Linked DNA regions of Macaca mulatta: region 2 is linked to region 1. Evidence: chromatin contacts called from public Hi-C data. All regions are on one chromosome and are shown on one strand. Each heading gives the region's core, a stretch centred on a gene start, on an enhancer-like site or on the middle of the called end of the contact. The rest is flanking DNA. Distances are from core to core; before and after follow the strand shown. Region 1 overlaps MYO10 (myosin X). Region 2 holds the start of MYO10 (myosin X).

Region 1 (3,463 bases), core at 332-2,831:
TAAGCTTTGGTAACTCTGTAGCCTCTATTTATTTTCCTTCTTTCTTTTCTTTTCTGTTCTTTTCTTCCTTTCTTTCATTCCTTTCCTTTCTTTCTCTCTTGCCCGCTGTCTCTCTCTTTCTCTCGCTCTCTCCTCTTGCTCTCACTCTTTCTTTTTTCTTTCTTTCTTTTTTTTTTCTTTTTTGACAGAGTCTTGCTCTGTTGCCCAGGCTGGAGTACAGTGGGGCAATCTCAGCTCACTAACCTCCGCCTCCCAGGTTCAAGCAATTCTCCTGCCTCAACCTCCCGAGTAGCTGGGATTACAGGTGTGTGCCACCAGGCCTGGCTAATTTTATGTATTTTAAGTAGAGACAGGGTTTCACTGTGTTAGCCAGGATGGTCTTGGTCTCCTGACTTCGTGATCCTCTTGCCTCGACCTCCCAAAGTGCTGGGATTACAGGTGTGAGCTACCACGCTCAGCCTAATACCTAGCATTTTTGAAATAGTCATGTTATCTTTTAAAAGCTGTAGCTAACTCTGCATAGCATAAAATTTGCCATTTTGACTATTTTGAAGAGTACAATTCAGTAATATTAGGTACATTCACAGACCTAGCACTTTGGACAGCCGAGGAGGGTGGATCACTCAAAGCCAGGAGTTCGAGACTAGTCTGGGTAACAAAGCAAGACCGTGTCTGGTAACAAACCAGACAAAAAAATTTAAAAATTTAAAATAATAATAATAATAAGGACATTCACAATGTTCTGCATCCACAGGTACGAACCACTTCCAGAACTTTTTTTGAGATGGAATCTTACTTGTCGCCCAGGCTGGAGTACAGTGGCACTATCTCAGGTCACTGCAACCTCCGGTTCCTGGGTTCAAGTGATTCTCCTGTCCCAGCCTCTCGTGTAGCTGGGATTACAGGCACGCACCACAATGCTTGGCTAATTTTTGTATTTTTAGTAGAGATGGGGTTTCCCCATGTTGGCCAGGCTAGCCTTGAACTCCTGACCTCAGGTGATCCACCCGCCTCAGCCTCTCGAAGTGCTGGGATTACAGATGTGAGCCACAAGGCCCGCCTCACTTCCAGAACTTTCCCATCACCCTAAACAGAAACTCTGCACCCATTAAACTGTAACTTTCCTTCTCCCGCAGCCTCTGGCTACCTCTCTTCTCCTTTCTGTCTCATCACTTTTTCACCATGCTGTTTCACAGTAGCCATTTGATGAGACAGGAGACTGGATCTGGCCAGTCGTTTGTCTGTGGGAAAGGATTAAGATTGGCGAGGTGAGCGGGGAATAGGGATCTGGGCCTGGGTCGCCTCACCATCTTCCTTCTCTTGTTTCCCTCTCACTACCATCCCCCTTTGAAATGGCTTCATTCATTTGTCCAGAACATGAAGATTTGGTTTCCAGAAGGTGCAGGGACAGTGTGCGGGAGACAGAAGCCATCTTTCCCCCTGGCGCACACTGAGTGGGTTTTGTTGGAGCTCATCCAGTGGCCTGGGTTAGAAGTGACGCATCCCTGTCTCACCCTGTGCTTGCAGACCTACATCGGCTCCATCCTGGCCTCTGTGAACCCCTACCAGCCCATCGCCGGGCTGTACGAGCATGCCACCATGGAGCAGTACAGCCGGCGCCACCTGGGCGAGCTGCCCCCGCACATCTTCGCCATCGCCAACGAGTGCTACCGCTGCCTGTGGAAGCGCCACGACAACCAGTGCATCCTCATCAGGTAACGAAGCTCACAGTCAGTCGGGCTTTCCCACGGCCGAGGAGTCCCTCCCCGCACCCCGCACACCCCGCGCCCCAGCCTCCTTAGGACATGAAACGGAGAAAGCTTTTACAACTGCCTGAGTTTCTCCGGCAGAGTTTTCTGTTTTGAATGGCATGATAACTTCAGCTTTCAGAAGGAGCTCACTTAGCAAAGCAGATGGACCATGTTGCTTTGGCTCTTATCCTCAGAATAATTATTCCATTCTGTTCCTTTAAAAAAAAAAAAAAAAAAACATTTATTTGCCTTAATTATTCTTTGATTTATTTCAATCATGAGGCATGATCTGTTTAAGGAAATCTTGCATAGTTCTTTCAAATTTAAACGTTTTGTGTAGCCTACAATGCCACTCACAAGGTTTATATGTGTGAACAAGGTTTCTTTTTTCTCTACTGCAATAAAATAACTCTAGATAGAATCTCCCAGATTTAGGCAATTTTAATAATGGGGTGCTCTTAAAGTTTACCTTTGAATTAGCCACAGAAGAGGGGCTCACTGTCTGTATGTTAAGGGTGTATTTATTTCAATTTTTTTTTTTGAGTTGGAGTCTTGCTCTGTCGCCCAGGCTGGAGTGCAGTGGTGTGATCTCAGCTCACTGCAAGCTCTGCCTCCCGGGTTCACGCCATTCTCCTGCGTCAGCCTCCCAAGTAGCTGGGACTACAGGCGCTCACCACCTCACCCGGCTAGTTTTTTTTGTTGTTGTTGTTGTTTTTTTTTTTTTAGTAGAGACGGGGTTTCACCGTGTTAGCCAGGATGGTCTCAATCTCCTGACCTCGTGATCTGCCCGTCTCGGCCTCCCAAAGTGCTGGGATTACAGGCTTGAGCCACCGCGCCCGGCCTCAATTTTTTTTTTAGTGGGCGAGAAGGCACTTGGCATGTCTGTTTTAGCTGAGTCGTACTCACTTTTACAAAGAAACTGTTAGGAGCCCCAATATCAGTTCATTCATTACTAGGAACTGTCTTAAAAAGTAGTAGAATATTTTTTAAATAAATATTTATTGGCTGGGCGCAATGGCTCACACTTGTAATCCCAGCACTTGAGGAGGCCGAGGTGGGTGGTTCACTTGTGGTCAGGAGTTGGAGACCAGCTTGGCCGACATGATGAAACCCCATTTCTACTAAAAATACAAAATCAGCCAGGCATGGTGGTGCATGCCTGTAGTCCCAGCTACTTGGGAGGCTGAGGTGGGAGGATCACTTTAACCTGGAGGTGGAGGTTGCAGTGAGCCCAGATCACGCCACTGCACTCCAGCCTGGGTGACAGAGTGAGACTCCATCTCAATAAATAAATAAATACATACATACATAAATAAATTTTCTTAATGTTTATTAACATTCTAATTGACCTCATCGCGTGTATGCTAGTGCCATCCTGTTGGATCTTGTTAGTTATTTCTATGGAACTGTGCTCTAGTGATCATCACCACACCCCGGGTGATGCTCAAAGCAGACGTGATGAATGTCAGTCTCTTCTAGTGAGGTTTCCATGGAGGCGCCAAGCATGTCTTCATTCATTTGTCCTTCCAGGAGTTCACTCATGGGGCATAGCTGTTACTGAGGAGCCACAGTCTTGTAAAGCTGCTAGTGTGAAAGAGGATTCTGACATCTGCCTCAGATGGCTTTCTAGTCCCAACTTTGTGGCAAGATAGTTATTCTATTATTTCAAGAGAAATGGGAAAGGGAAAGGAAAGGGTGGTTTGGATTTGGCG
Region 2 (3,463 bases), core at 575-3,074, 140 kb before region 1:
CATGGCAAGGTTGCCTAACGTATCAGTGGCTGGGCTGATGCTGGGAACAAAGTCACACCCACACTCTCACTTCAACAATCTCCCTGGTAATTTCTCTGGCAGAGATGTTGTGTGCAGATTAATACCATAATGACTGTAATTGTTCTGCTCCAGTATCTGAACACCAGTGGTTGCAGGACCTATTCGACTAAGCACTTTGATTGGTGCCTGGGATTGTTGGTATTTCTCCTGACTCCATCTTCACTTTCCTTGTCACCTTGGACACAAGCTTTAATGGCTCAGAGCCTGAAGCGTGTAAACCTGTGAAACAGAACAACATTGCACAATATTAACTAATTTACACCTTGACTCTATCTAAAGGGAAGTGAGGTGGGAGCAATGATATTGACGGTGAAGAACTGGACTGGCATAAGTTACAAACATGCTTGACTTTCCCCATAAGGATTACAGAAGGATGTTTCATTCATTCATTCATTCATTCATTCATTCATGCTGTAAGACAGCCTGGGGATACTCATTTTAAAGCACAGTCCTTCCCGCAAGGAGCCACTGTTCTCCCAACTGTGTATAAGAAGGACACCAAGAGAAAGACCCTTATAACATTATATAGGTTCCCCAACTGTCTTAGTAATGAATCCTAGAGTGGGCATCTAGCCCAGTGCTTAGGGGGAGCTTGGGTGGGGTGAGTGGAGTAGCATCTTTGGGAAGGGTTCCTTCCCCTGGAAGATGTGACTTTGTGAGCTGAGTTTTAAAGGTTGAGTAGCAGTTGGCAAATTACCTGGAGAGAGCATCTCAACTCTTTTGTACTGAAGAACCAGCCATTTTTGTTCCCAGTCCGCCAGGTACCAATACACTGTGGCGCCAGGTGTGACTCACCACGTGAGTCTGACAACACCCAAACTGGTTTATACTCGGTTCAAAGAGTCCACTGATCATGTGCTTGGATGTCGTGGTATTATTACATTGCTACAAAAGTTTACTCTTAATTTCTCTACTTGTTACAGACAAGCCTTCGTTCAGCACAGGACCAGATAGCATCTGATGGGCACCTGGAAGCCTGTTAGAAAAGCAGATTGTTCCAGCCTGCGTTCTAACAAGGTCCCCAGGTGACCCTCGCACAGCATAAAGTTAAAACTGCCCTAGAGGAAACGGGACTCAGTACCAGGTGGGTTTGATCATTCATCCATCTCAGTGCCATCTGCCATCTCTGCTTCCTTCAGGTTTAGGAAAAGGGTCACATTTTTAAAGGTGATATTGGCCACGTCCCCTTCCAGTTTCAAAACTGCATTTCCCCGCTGTTAGGCAAACGTCTTATGCAAACCCGACTGCAGGAGAGAAACTCAACACGGGAATGCAACTTCCAGAAATTCTGATTAGCCTCCGTCTTCCCCTTTGATCTGGCCCCGCAGCCCGGGCAGCTCCGCTGACCGCGCTTCCTTCCCCGAGATCGCTCGTCTGCCGGGCTGCATTAATGAGATCCGTGTTGAGCCGGTTCCAGGGTCTGCTAAACATCAAAGGCACAAAAGAAGCCCCTAGTTCCTTCTCCCCCTCCCCTCTAAGTGATACTTAGTCTCTCTCTGCAGAGGTCAGAGTCAAATCCCCTGCCCACGCCGAGATGGGGAGACCTGGAGAAACACGCGGCCCCCTCCGGAGTCCGCTACAGAGCCTGCGGCTGCTTGGGGCGCAGAGTGGGCGGGGCCTGGGTGGTAATGGGGCGGGGCGCTCCGCCCCGGCGGGGCCAGACGCTGTGGAAGCGCGGGCGGGGTTGGCGGAGGGCCAAGCTCCTGGGGCGGGGCCGGGTGCGGGAGGGCGGGGCCGGGTGCGGGAGGGCGGGGCCGGGTGCGGGAGGGCGGGGCCGGGTGCGGGAGGGCGGGGCCGGGTGCGGGAGGGCGGGGCCGGGTGCGGGAGGGCGGGGCCGGGTGCGGGAGGGCGGGGCGAGGTCGCCGGGCTGCAGTCCCGCGGGCGAGAGCTGGCTGAGCCGCGGCGCGGGACTGCTCACCTCCGGAGCGCTCGCGCGGGGATCGTGTCTCCGGCTCACTTTGCGGCCCGCTGTCCTCCTGTCCGCCTCGAGGGTCCCCGGCCGGAGCGCAGAGGGAGGGGGCCGCGCTCGCCAGCACCCCGCCGCCCTCCCCCGCTTGGGAGAAGAATGTGCCACCAGCTGTTCTCCGCTCGCGAGCGCTGCGCCCAGTAGTGAGGAACTTGGAGGAAGAAGAGACAAAGGCTGCCGTCGGGACGGGCGAGTTAGAGACTTGGGTTTGGGCGAACAAAAGGTGAGAAGGACAAGAAGGGACGGGGCAATGGCAGCGGGGGAGCCCCGCGGGCGCGCGTTCCCAAGAGTGGCGCCGTGACACGCATGGTTTCCCCGGACCCGCGGCGGCGCTGACTTCCGCGAGCCGGAGCGGCACTCGGTAAATCCGGGACTGTGCTGGAACAATGGATAACTTCTTCACCGAGGTGAGTGCGCTCCCAGTCCGACCTGGCCTCCGGAGCCCAGGGAAGGAGGCGACTGCCCACCACGCCGCGCGCCCTGGGTACTTTTCCCTGAGCCCGGGAGGGCACAACTTTCTGGGAGTCTCCTGAAAACACCCCCCGTCCCCCCCGCGGAGTCTCTGATGAGTAAGCCCAGGCAGGTTTTGTTTCGTCCTGTCCCGCGCTCGCACTTTGCTCCGGGAGGTAGCGAAGGTGCGTTTCCGTTGGTGTGGGTGGCTGGCTCTCGGGGCGCCCCGGGACACCCCGCGCCAGGTGAGGCGGCGCGCGCCAGGGCCCGGGCGGGGCGATCCGCCCGCTCGACTGCCCGGGTGCAGGAAGCCCAATAAAATGTTCAGCGGGGACCTGCCTTTCTCCAAGAAAGGTCTGGTCTGGTATTGCCTTTGCAAAACGTGCGGGCTTCCTGTGCAGGGGTTCAAACACTTCCAGAGGAGACGGCTTAATGAAGTGTGAGAAGGAGAGGCAAGGGTTTAATCAGTCACTGTTTTCCTTGCCTGCCGAACCTTGGAGACTGAAGTTCTTTGCTCGCCGAGAAGTGCTCTTTTAAGGCTTGGGACAATTCCAGACCCTGGGATCAAAAGATCATATATTTGTGTGGAGTGTCCATGCAGATTTTGAATTCGAATGTAAAGAAAATTCGTTTAGGGCTAACAATGGCTATTTTAATAGATGAAACGGATGCCCTCTTTAGGGTCGTTGAGGGTGGGACACTGAAACTTAACTTTAGAGCCCTGTGTCCCCCCTCTGGGATCGAGAGTTACTGTGGTTTCTTGGCTCCCTTTCCTTTCTTGGTTGTGTTTATTTAATAAATTCTGTTTAAGTTTGAGGTTTGAAGTGGCTCAAAGTAAACTTAGTTGAGTTGAGAGAGTCTGATGTGATTTTCGTTGAAAGCCGGGGCATGTTTTTTGAGTGCAGAACCGCCTTGGAGTCTTCCAGCAAATCAGATTGATGAGGGCTTGCCTCTGTGTTAGCCGAC

What was found. Hi-C and Micro-C count contacts between places; a contact is called where the count stands out from the background.
Region 2: a contact with region 1 is called in a Hi-C map of fetal cortical plate, with 2.6 times the contacts expected there. The contact joins the promoter of MYO10 here to the enhancer-like site in region 1. A contact is called at or near these places in 4 of 14 Hi-C or Micro-C datasets (fetal cortex germinal zone, fetal cortical plate, fibroblasts and 1 more).

The regions. Positions count from the first base shown.
Region 1 is chr6:18,231,784-18,235,246 of T2T-MMU8v2.0, reverse strand. It overlaps MYO10 (myosin X), which reads left to right. Exons shown (of 40, transcript XM_078004632.1): 4 at 1,528-1,715. Among named protein-coding and RNA genes, the nearest start is that of MYO10, 140 kb to the left of the region's middle. Within about 2 kb of position 1,581, at least 3 of the 40 cell types and tissues checked have an H3K27ac peak or open chromatin away from gene starts, as enhancers often do. A contact at or near this core is called in fetal cortical plate, where this site is marked.
Region 2 is chr6:18,375,872-18,379,334 of T2T-MMU8v2.0, reverse strand. MYO10 (myosin X) reads left to right here and starts at 1,824. Exons shown (of 40, transcript XM_078004632.1): 1 at 1,824-2,454. The coding sequence starts at 2,434.